Linked DNA regions of Gossypium hirsutum: regions 2 and 3 are each linked to region 1. The links are chromatin contacts, called in public Hi-C maps. All regions are on one chromosome and are shown on one strand. The core of a region is the stretch at or near the end of the contact, and the rest is flanking DNA. Distances in the headings are between cores, read along the strand shown.

Region 1 (3,342 bases), core at 11-2,510:
CTGGCTTACTAGAACCCCTTAAAGGAATAAGAGGCGGCGAAAATTGCATTATCGTATTAAACCCAAACGGAATATCACTACTGGAGCGCCTATGCGATTTTCGCGGCGGCAAGCTTTCCCCAAGCCGTGGAGAATTCGCCTTTGAAAAAGGCGACGGTGGCAACAAAGAATGTGAAGCAGCTGCATCCCTTTCATCCATCGACACATCGGTGGAAACTTGGTCTGAGACTGCCATGGATGAAGAATCACGAAACGGGGAAGGGCTTAAAGGGGGCAATGAATCGAGTGAAAAGAAGGATGAAGGCTGAGACAAAGACCGCGAATGAGTTGGTCCCGAGTTAAAACTCTGAGAACCCATTTGCTGGTTTGAAGGGCGGGACATGGGGATCTGCGAATAAGGTGAAATGGGTGGGATCTGGTTGGGGTGTGAAGGAGGGATACCAACTCTTTTGTTAGTAGCACCATCACCGGTACCAGCAGCAGCACCGCCGTTAAAGTTTTGGCCAAAATGAGAGAAATGTCTAGCAGCTCCTCTGATTTGATTAGGATTCAACTGAGGTATCTCAAGATGATTCATCGATAAAGGTTGCTTAGGGATTGAAGATGATGATGTTCCAAATGAAGATTGAATCCTTTGCATCACATCAGTGTTACCTTCTTCACCATCACCCATAATTTCTTCTTTTCTTTCTTACAAACAATGATGACACAAAAACTCAAAAAGATGAAAACTTTGGACAATTAAAAGCTTAACCCAGTTCACTCCAAAACAGAAAAACAACAACAATATGAGCAAATCAAACTCACCAGAATCTGCAAAAAAAAAAAGAAAATGTGAGATAGAGAGAATTTGACAGTAGAAACAAAAAAAAGGGGGGGGTAAAGATACAGTGGAATCCGCAGAATTTAGAACAATGAATATAAAAGTAATGTCTTAAGTACCTTGTAATTATAGGTCAAAGCAAGGGGAAAGAAATGAGCAAAAACAATGGCCGTCCGGCGTAATTTAGCAAAAAAACAAATGGGGCAGCGGAGGTGCAAGTTAGCAAGGTGGCAACACCACCAAAATCTCCGCCGAATTTAGCGGCAGGCGCTTTCTCTCTCTTAATTTCACAGTGGAAAAAAATGATTTAAAATATTAGAAAATTTGGGTTTGGGTTTCTCGGTCTAGAAACCTTGATAAAGGGAAAAAAAAGGAAATATTTTCTTGTGAAATTTAATTTAATTTGTGGGGGTTTCGATGAAGGGGACACGGATTTCATGACATGCACGTAATCGACGCGTGAAATTAAAGAAGAAAAAGGAATTTCATTTGAATTTGCATTTAGGGGGGTTTGCATTTCAATTTCATTCCGACCTCTATATCCGCAGCTTATTTAGCAATCATATTTTATTTTTCCACTTTTACTATGTGTTTCAATGGAATATATTCCAATCGAATGTGATTCATTAAATTATTTAATTTAACATTTTCACATTTTGATGAAATATGGTGCATCAATGTATTTTGCTATTGTGAACGTAAATAATTTATAATTTTTGTAAATGCAGGTACTATTCAGATTTTTTTTTTTTAAAAATTTCAGTGTCTTTTTCAATTATTTAATTATTATTTACTACATTGTTGTTAAAGGTCTGATAAGTGCCCTACAATTATTAAGTAAAATGTTAAAAAAGAAACACATAAATATGTTTTTAAAATTACCTATACATTATCATATCCTAAAAGTAAATAGTATTAATCTTTATTCATAATTGTATATAAATTGGAATCATCTTAATGCTAATGAAAAATATATTTTAAAATTATTATAAAATATTTACTTACTTTTAAACAATAAATTAAAACCATAGAGATAGAGAACAGAAGTCAGAAGAACATGCAACAATTATGTTTTCATTATGAATAAGTTGAATAAAAAAAATGTTAATTTTGTCGCACCAACTCTTATGTACTTTCTATTAAATCCATTACTATTATATTTTTCAATATTATTAAACATACCTATTTAATTATATATATCTAATCATATAATAAATTATTTATTGTTTTAATAAATTATTTAATGTTTCAATTTTATTTTAATATTATTTAAAATTATTATTAAATAATATTTTAATAATAAATATTTTGTAGTATAAAGCTTAAAATATGATATAAGTCTATATACTCTTTACAAATTTAGAATTTAGTCCCTCTACCTTTCAAATTGAAAATCATGTCTAATTGTTAACCTTGTTAAATCTTTTTGGCAACTTTGTTGATGTCATATTTTTAAATAATAAATACTCGGTATTCATGTAACTAAAAAATGACAACATGAATTTAACAAAATATTTTTAATAATGCTAATAGCTGAACTTGAATTTTGATATCTAAAAAGTAGGACTAACCCAAAAATAAATGTACATGGACTAAATTTCAAATTTACGAAGAGTACAATGACTTATGACATATTTTAACCTAGTATAAGAATATGAATATTTTAATTATATAAATATGAGTATTTGCTTAAATAATGCTTAGCTTCATTTATCCCTTACAACTCTAATGTGTCAATATGTACTCTCATATGTGTAATATATGTAATTTAAATTAAGTTTTAATTAAACATTATTTATGATTAAGTTTATATATGACATTGATTATTACAAATTATTTTCTTATTATAAAATAAATTTCAACTATTAAAAGGAAATTGCACTATAATATTTTATAAAAAATATATTTATGTTGTGTTTAATTTACAAAAAACAATATAAAATATAAATTTATAAATATAAAATAAACTCAATTAAACAATGAAAAGATAAGAAAATTTCAAATGTATATTTGTTTTATTGGAAACAACTTTTATAAAATATTATTAGGAAATCTGCCAAATAACATAAAATATTTTGCATAGATTCATTCAAACACCAAAAAGTAATGGCTTTTCTAGAAAAATAAGTCATTTTACAAAAATTATTTTTTGAAAGCTATTTTCAGTAAAACAAACAGAACCTATATAAAGTTCAAATATAAAATATTCATCAATTATATAAATACTCATTAAAAATTCACAAATAAAAAAATCATTGTTCAATAAATTCAAAATTAAAAAGAAAAAAAATCAAAAGGGTGAGGGGATTTTTTTTTATAAAAGAAACTGAATGATCAATAAGAATTTTTTTTTTCTTTGATAATTGGTTGTGTGGTTTTTTTATTATATTTTAAATATTAAAATATGTTTAAAAAAATAAAAATGTTAAATTTTATTTTTCAATGTAATATTTTTTTCATTAGTTAATAGATTCTAATTAAGTCTGTAGTATAATAGTAAATAGTTAAAAGTTTTATAT
Region 2 (3,535 bases), core at 230-2,729, 290 kb after region 1:
GCCAATTGGAAAATGTTCAAAGACATTTTGGTAAACAGAACCTTATCAGTTTAGAAAATATTTTATTAAAAAAAAGTTGGTAAAATATTTTACGGGACTAAAGGGATAGTTTTATGTTGACTATCTTATTTTACATGAAACAAACATAAAAAAAGATTAAAAATATTTTCCGTAACGAAACAAACTGAATCCGATTTTTATAATTTTTTACATATAGACTTTTCACCTATATTATAGATTTGTGATGATTTAGTATCGATAATTATAATACATAATTCAATTAACATCACTTTTACAAATAAATATAAATGTAGTTCCAACAACTTGTTTATGAAAAAAAACTAGGAAACAGACCATAAATGTAGTTTCAGGAACTATCCATTAATGCGTTCCACGTGACATCCACGTGAATATCTCTATCAAGAGATCCAATTTTATTTTCTTAAATTACAATTTATTCGCTAAAAACCGTAATAAACAAAAAAAAAAACCTACCCAATCACTATTACATAAAATCACAGTGTTTTACCAATATTGATTTGATTCAAAAAATTTAAATTATTTTTAAAAATTTAAATTTATTTAATTTTTCAAGTTAATTCAAATAATTAATTTGAGTTTTGATTTTGACTCTTGTTAAATTTTACAAATCGAATAACTTAAATAATAAATTGGTATAAGTACTCTTTTGATTCCTGCTTTTGAAAATGAACATATTGATCTCTTATAACAAAAAGTTTCAAAATAATTTTTAAAAATCCAAATATTTATAAAAATTCAAAATTTTTATATTTTTTAAGAATATAAAAATTCTAAAACAAATCTAAAAAACATATAACAGAAATAACAATAATCTCGAGGATCTAAATAAGTAAATTAATGATCTAAGTTATACTAAAGTATTATTTTTCTCTTATTAACTTTGAAAGAATTTTTTAATATATATGATTTTAAATTTATATGCTCTAAAATAGAAATAATTATATGATAACAAGATACTAATTTAACATTTTTTTAATTTAACTCTAATAATATTACTCGATTCGATTCAAATTTTATTTCAATTAAAAAAATTCAAATTAAACTAAAGTAATAAAATGAGAGTCAAGTTTAATAGGAATCCAAACAATGACAAGCTTTGTACGACATTTTTTGTTTTTACGATAAAATTCATCCTTATCGTTCCATTTGCCTTTATTTTTCTTCCATAAATGAAATATGGACCCCGTATTGCTCAGGCCACGCGGCAACCCGACGCAGATCAACCGTTTGCAAAACGAATCTCTGTATCAACGGCCCAAAAAAACCCCCAAAAAGCGAATTTTTAATATTTACAATTTTTTTCGTTTTGAGTAAGATTGAAAAAACGCGAGAAATTGATCAAATATAAGTTCGGGTACCCGAAGTCCAACCCCGTAGCCCAAGTATGCCCGTGAAACCGCCTATATAAAGGAGGCATCTTTGCTCGAGCAATTCTCGCTCACTCAACCAGTTCTAACGTATTCTTTGAATATTATTTCTATAATAATATCAAAGCCCTCCCTGTTTTTTTCTCTGATTTTCCCTCATTTTCCGGGAAAATCTTTTTTCTTCCCCATTCCGCTAATCTCATTTACTTCTTGTTTTCTTACTCTTTTTTTTTTTGCGTTTCAAGATCTGCATGGTGAAGTCCATTTTCGCAGCATAAATTTTGTTCCTTTACATAAAAAAAAAAAATTCCAACTTTAAATCTATTAAAAGTATTCTTCTGAAGGGATCGGCGTGGGGATTTTGAAGTTTAGGGTAAAACGGAAGTCTTGCTCCGGTTGTAATTGAGTCCTCTACTGTTTCTTTTGAGGGAGTAGCCGGGGCCTCGGCCTCGGCGGGTTTTAAAGCTCCCACCTTTTGAAACCTATTAAATCTTAACCTTTTTTTTTCGAATCTTCGTTTAGTTAGTCTCAGATTCATTGTAGGGATGCCGGCCCTGGCTTGCTGCGTAGATGCTGCTGCCGTAGCGCTTCCTGGTTACGCGGCTTTCATTGCTGGGGACAGCTCCCTTCCCTCGGCGGTCCCTTTTTCCGCCTCCACGGCCGACGCCGCTGATTCCAACTCAACCCATTGGTCCCCAGCGCACTCCTCCGCTCTCTACCGCATCGACGGATGGGGAGCCCCCTACTTTTCCGTCAATAACGCCGGCAATATCACCGTTCGTCCGTACGGAACGGACACTCTGGCCCACCAAGAAATCGATTTGCTGAAAATCGTTAAGAAAGTCTCGGATCCGAAATCTGTGGGCGGGCTGGGTTTACAGCTTCCCCTCATTGTTCGGGTGCCCGATGTGCTGAAAAACCGGCTCGAGTCTCTTCAATCGGCTTTTGAATCAGCCATCCAAGCCCAAGGCTACGAGTCTCATTACCAAGGCGTTTATCCCGTGAAATGTAACCAAGATAGGTTCGTTGTTCAAGACATAGTTAAATTCGGGGCGCCCTTCCGCTTCGGGCTTGAGGCCGGGTCAAAACCCGAACTTCTCCTTGCCATGAGCTGCCTTTGCAAGGGAAACCCAGAGGCGTTATTGGTCTGCAATGGTTTCAAAGATGCTGAGTACATTTTCCTTGCCTTGCTAGCAAGGAAGCTCGCGTTGAACACTGTAATTGTTCTTGAAGAAGAGGAGGAGGTGGATTTGGTTATTGAAATAAGCAAGAAACTTTATGTTCGACCCGTGATTGGAGTCCGAGCCAAGCTGAGAACCAAACACTCGGGTCATTTCGGATCCACCTCGGGTGAGAAAGGTAAGTTCGGGTTGACAACGATCCAGATTTTAAGGGTTGTTAAAAAGCTTCAGGATTCGGGGATGCTTGATTGTCTGCAATTGCTACACTTCCATATTGGATCCCAAATCCCTTCAACAGCTTTGCTTCAAGCTGGTGTCGTCGAAGCTGCTCAAATCTATTCCGAATTAGCCCGTCTTGGTGCTGACATGAAAGTTATTGACATTGGAGGCGGCCTTGGAATCGATTACGACGGGTCAAAATCCGGTAATTCTGATCTCTCTGTTTCTTATGGCCTTCAGGAATATGCTTCAGCTGTTGTTAATGCTGTTCGGTTTGTCTGTGACCGTAAATCTATCAAGCATCCAATTATCTGTAGTGAAAGTGGTAGAGCTATTGTTTCCCATCATTCTATTTTGATATTTGAGGCTATTTCTGCTACTGCTCCTACTACCCCAGCAATGAACCAAGTTGACCTTCCATTTATTTTGGAGGGTCTCTCGGAGGATGCTCGTGTCAATTGTTGGAACTTGAGCCAGGCAGCAATGAGACATGAGACTGAGACCTGTTTCGTTTATGCTGATCAGTTGAAGCAAAGATGTGTGGAACAGTTCAAAGAAGGGACTTTGGGGATTGAACAGCTTGCCGCTGTTGATGGGTTATGCGACTTAGTTTCTAAAGTGGTTGATGCATCTGAACCTGCTAGGACATACCATGTTAATCTTTCGATTTTCACTTCGATCCCTGATTTTTGGAGTATTGGTCAGATTTTTCCCATAGTCCCCATT
Region 3 (3,456 bases), core at 91-2,590, 310 kb after region 1:
TATGATTAGCTTTTCAGGAAATTTCCAAACGAACAATTTCAACGAAATCTATCAATTTCTTATTTTACTATGTTCAACTCTATGTATTCCTCTATCCGTAGAGTAAATTAAATGTACAGAAATGGCTATAGCAGAGTTTCTGTTATTCGTATTAACAGCTACTCTAGGAGGAATGTTTTTATGCGGTGCTAACGATTTAATAACTATCTTTGTAGCTCCAGAATGTTTCAATTTATGCTCCTACCTATTATCTGGATATACCAAGAAAGATGTGCAGTCTAATGAGGCTACTACGAAATATTTACTCATGGGTGGGGCAAACTCTTCTTTTCTGGTTCATGGTTTCTCTTGGCTATATGGTTCATCCGGGGGAGAGATCGAGCTTCAAGAAATAGTGAATGGTCTTATCAATACACAAATGTAAAATTCCCCAGGAATTTCAGTTGCGCTTATATTCATCACTGTAGGAATTGGGTTCAAGCTTTCCCCAGCCCTTTCTCATCAATGGACTCCTTACGTATATGAAGGAGTGTAGTTCGTTCGATAAATTCCTATAGTGATCAATCAAGCTAACAATTATAATTCATAATTAACTTTAATTTTTTTAAACAATCTCATTATAGGTTTTGATCATATTTGTTCTTTTTGACACAATGCCTAGAACTACCCATAACTTCTCTCCGACCCATAAATAGGAGGATAATGAGCTTTAGCGCACTCGAACCCACGTCCTCCTACATTAGCAACAATGCCCATATCAATTGAACTAGGACTCAATCAACTAATTACCTTTAAATTTTAATTACCTAACAATAAGTCTATAAATAGGCTTTATCAACTTTCAAAATGAAAGTTGAACTTTTTTTTTCTTATAGCTTTCATTAAGAAAAAAAGAAAAATTGATATTTTTTTTGAAAAATGTAAACTTTACTTTCTTAGATTAATTTTAATTTTTAATTTAAAGATATTTTATTTATAAATATTATTATTTTTGATTGATTCTAATATCAATTATAATATTTTTAAAAGTGATACTAATAATTTAATTTTTAAATTAATAATTATTTTTAAAATATTAAAATTATTAAAAATTTATATGAACTAATTTAATAAATTTTAATTATTAAATACAAAAATTTCGTGCTTTACATAACAAAGTTATGAAAAAGACTTAGTTAAAACAAAGTTTTTTTTTTTTAATTTTTGAAAATAAAAAAATAAAGTAAAATATATTATAACCGAGGCGAGGCCGCGAGGGTACAAAAAAAGTGGATTAAATGAAAGCAATGTAAAATGGGTCCAAATAGAAAAGAGGGTTGGTTAAAAAGTAGCCCAAAAGAAAATATAAAGCCCAATGATTCTATTTCTAGGCTTCTATTGTCTGCCTCCGTTACTGATAGATAGCCGTGGAAATGGCGTTACTGTAGCAAGGAGAGTGGTGATGAAGCAGTGGCCTCCTCTATCATCGGCTTCGCCGATTGAAGTAATGGCGTCGCCGCGGGCACCGACCCTTTGCGGCCGAGGAGACAAGAAGACGAAGAAAGGGAAGAGATTCAAAGGATCGTACGGGAACGCCAGACCCAAGAAGGAGAAGAAGATTGAACGTATCAAAGACAAGGTCGAAGTTCCCAGGTCCACCCCTTGGCCTCTCCCCTTCAAGCTCATCTGATTATTTTTCAAAATCTATGCGTTTTTTCTCTTTTTTAATAGCTGTAATAATAAAGCTAAAATTTTTGTACAATTTTCAGGGTTTTTATTATTAGTAGCTTTGCTTTTATATTTGTTGGTTTAAGTTCTAGAAACAATTTTAAGTGTTTGAATGGTTGTTGCATAAGAACCAGAGAAAACCCTAATTATTATATGCAGCAATTATTAGTAGTTGTGGAAGCAGAGCCCCTAGGAAACTGTGAGTCTTTTTCAGATAAGCTGAATTAGGAGTTAGAGTGGTCTTGAGTAAGATACCATTCATGAGTTGAAAATTGGGAATTTAGGAGTGAGATGACGGTTCTTCATGGTAAAAGATTTATGGTTTTAGGAAGAACCAGATTTATGGATGTTTACTTGAATGCATGTCCCTGGTTTAATTCAAGGGCTTGGTTTTCATCTGCTGCAACATAAAGCATGGCCTCAGAAAAAGTTTAGGTTAGGAGAGGCAATTCCGGTTGCCATAGGCCTCATAGATAGATCCCCCATCAAATGAGGTTGCTGCCCAGAGTACCGAAATTCTAGTGCAGACCCTAAACAGTCAAATAATGAACCTTTGAAGATATATCTCGTATCCAAAATTTTGGACGGTATGTCATATTTCATAATAGCTGTACTGGATATAGGTTTTTTTTTTTTTTTAAAGTTTCATAGTTAATCTGATTTAGAATAAGAGAGGAGAGATCATTTACCTTTTGCTAAAAATCAACATTTGCAAACCCCTGCAGTACTTTGTTGCCTGTGTTTCCCAAAGTTACATGTGAGCTAAGGAACAAGCATCTGCCTCAGAGCTCAATGTTCAAGTGACTCAATTCTCCTTTAATCTCTGTAGAATGTCAAGTAAAAAACACTTCAAAACCTGCATTAGCGCATGATGAAACCCAGTTTCATGTCTTTAATATTTTCTATGGTGAAGGGTTCCAAGATTCGAAATACAAATAAATTGGTGGTGACCCTATTTGAAGTCATTAAGATTATATTGCCTGCTACCACCATTATCATTAGGCTTCCTTGCAATTTCTACGATAAAAATAACCCGAAAAACATGCAAATACACGACCTTGTCAAAATCCATTTAACAAAAATTATTAATGTAATAAAAAATTAAACACAATTTGAATGTAATAATACAAACACAAAATGAATTGCCAGGTCTAAATGCAGTAGCCAAGTAGACAAAAAGATGCATGTAAAATTTTGACAAAAATAGTTTTCACAAGAAAGGATTCATGATCTTCCTACTTCAATCAATCTGAACAATTATCTAATAAAAAGAAACCCAAACACTGGCACATTGCAACAAGTGCAAAAGAAGCACCAACATGAATGTTATTCACGCTTCAGCTCATTTCCCTTTTGATCCTTCATTACATTCAAGGAACCTCTAGACCTGCGTCAACCGGAAATTAAAAAGGTTCAACATTAAAGAAGCAACCAAATGGGTAGACTGGGGGAAAGAGACTCTTCTAATCACTACCTAAATGATCGTGCATTGGATTGGAACCTTAGAGAAAACATCATTACAGATTAGGAGGAGACTTAACACGTAAAGTTATCATCGCCAAAAAACCCAATTTTGTGACAAACTAACACATTGTTCACTTCCAACCTGCTATGCAGGTGGAGAAGCAGCTCTCTTGGCATAAAATGTATTTTCAATTAAATCCAAGCTATTTTAGCAGCTAAACATTTTTAGAAAAGTTCAAGCCATCAGTAGCCAGTTATTTGAGAGTAGAGGCAAAACAAATAGTG

Evidence for each region. A called contact is a pair of places that touch in the nucleus more often than the background predicts.
Region 2: a Hi-C map of leaf shows a contact between it and region 1, with 2.5 times the contacts expected there. The contact joins the promoter of LOC107919776 here to the promoter of LOC107920064 in region 1. A contact is called at or near these places in 2 of 34 Hi-C or Micro-C datasets (both in leaf).
Region 3: a Hi-C map of leaf shows a contact between it and region 1, with 4 times the contacts expected there. The contact joins the promoter of LOC107918756 here to the promoter of LOC107920064 in region 1. A contact is called at or near these places in 2 of 34 Hi-C or Micro-C datasets (both in leaf).

Annotation. Positions count from the first base shown.
Region 1 is chrD13:24,424,179-24,427,520 of Gossypium_hirsutum_v2.1, reverse strand. LOC107920064 (bZIP transcription factor 29) reads right to left here and starts at 1,260. Exons shown (of 5, transcript XM_016849572.2): 1 at 943-1,260; 2 at 1-813. The coding sequence starts at 673.
Region 2 is chrD13:24,132,271-24,135,805 of Gossypium_hirsutum_v2.1, reverse strand. It overlaps LOC107919776 (arginine decarboxylase-like), which reads left to right and starts at 1,479. Exons shown (of 2, transcript NM_001327161.2): 1 at 1,479-3,535. The coding sequence starts at 1,955.
Region 3 is chrD13:24,114,374-24,117,829 of Gossypium_hirsutum_v2.1, reverse strand. It overlaps LOC107918756 (30S ribosomal protein S31, mitochondrial), which reads left to right and starts at 1,340. Exons shown (of 1, transcript XM_016848340.2): 1 at 1,340-1,777. The coding sequence starts at 1,355. The coding sequence ends at 1,669. It overlaps LOC107918758 (NADH dehydrogenase [ubiquinone] 1 beta subcomplex subunit 9), which reads right to left. Exons shown (of 4, transcript XR_001690221.2): 2 at 3,027-3,094; 3 at 2,397-2,530.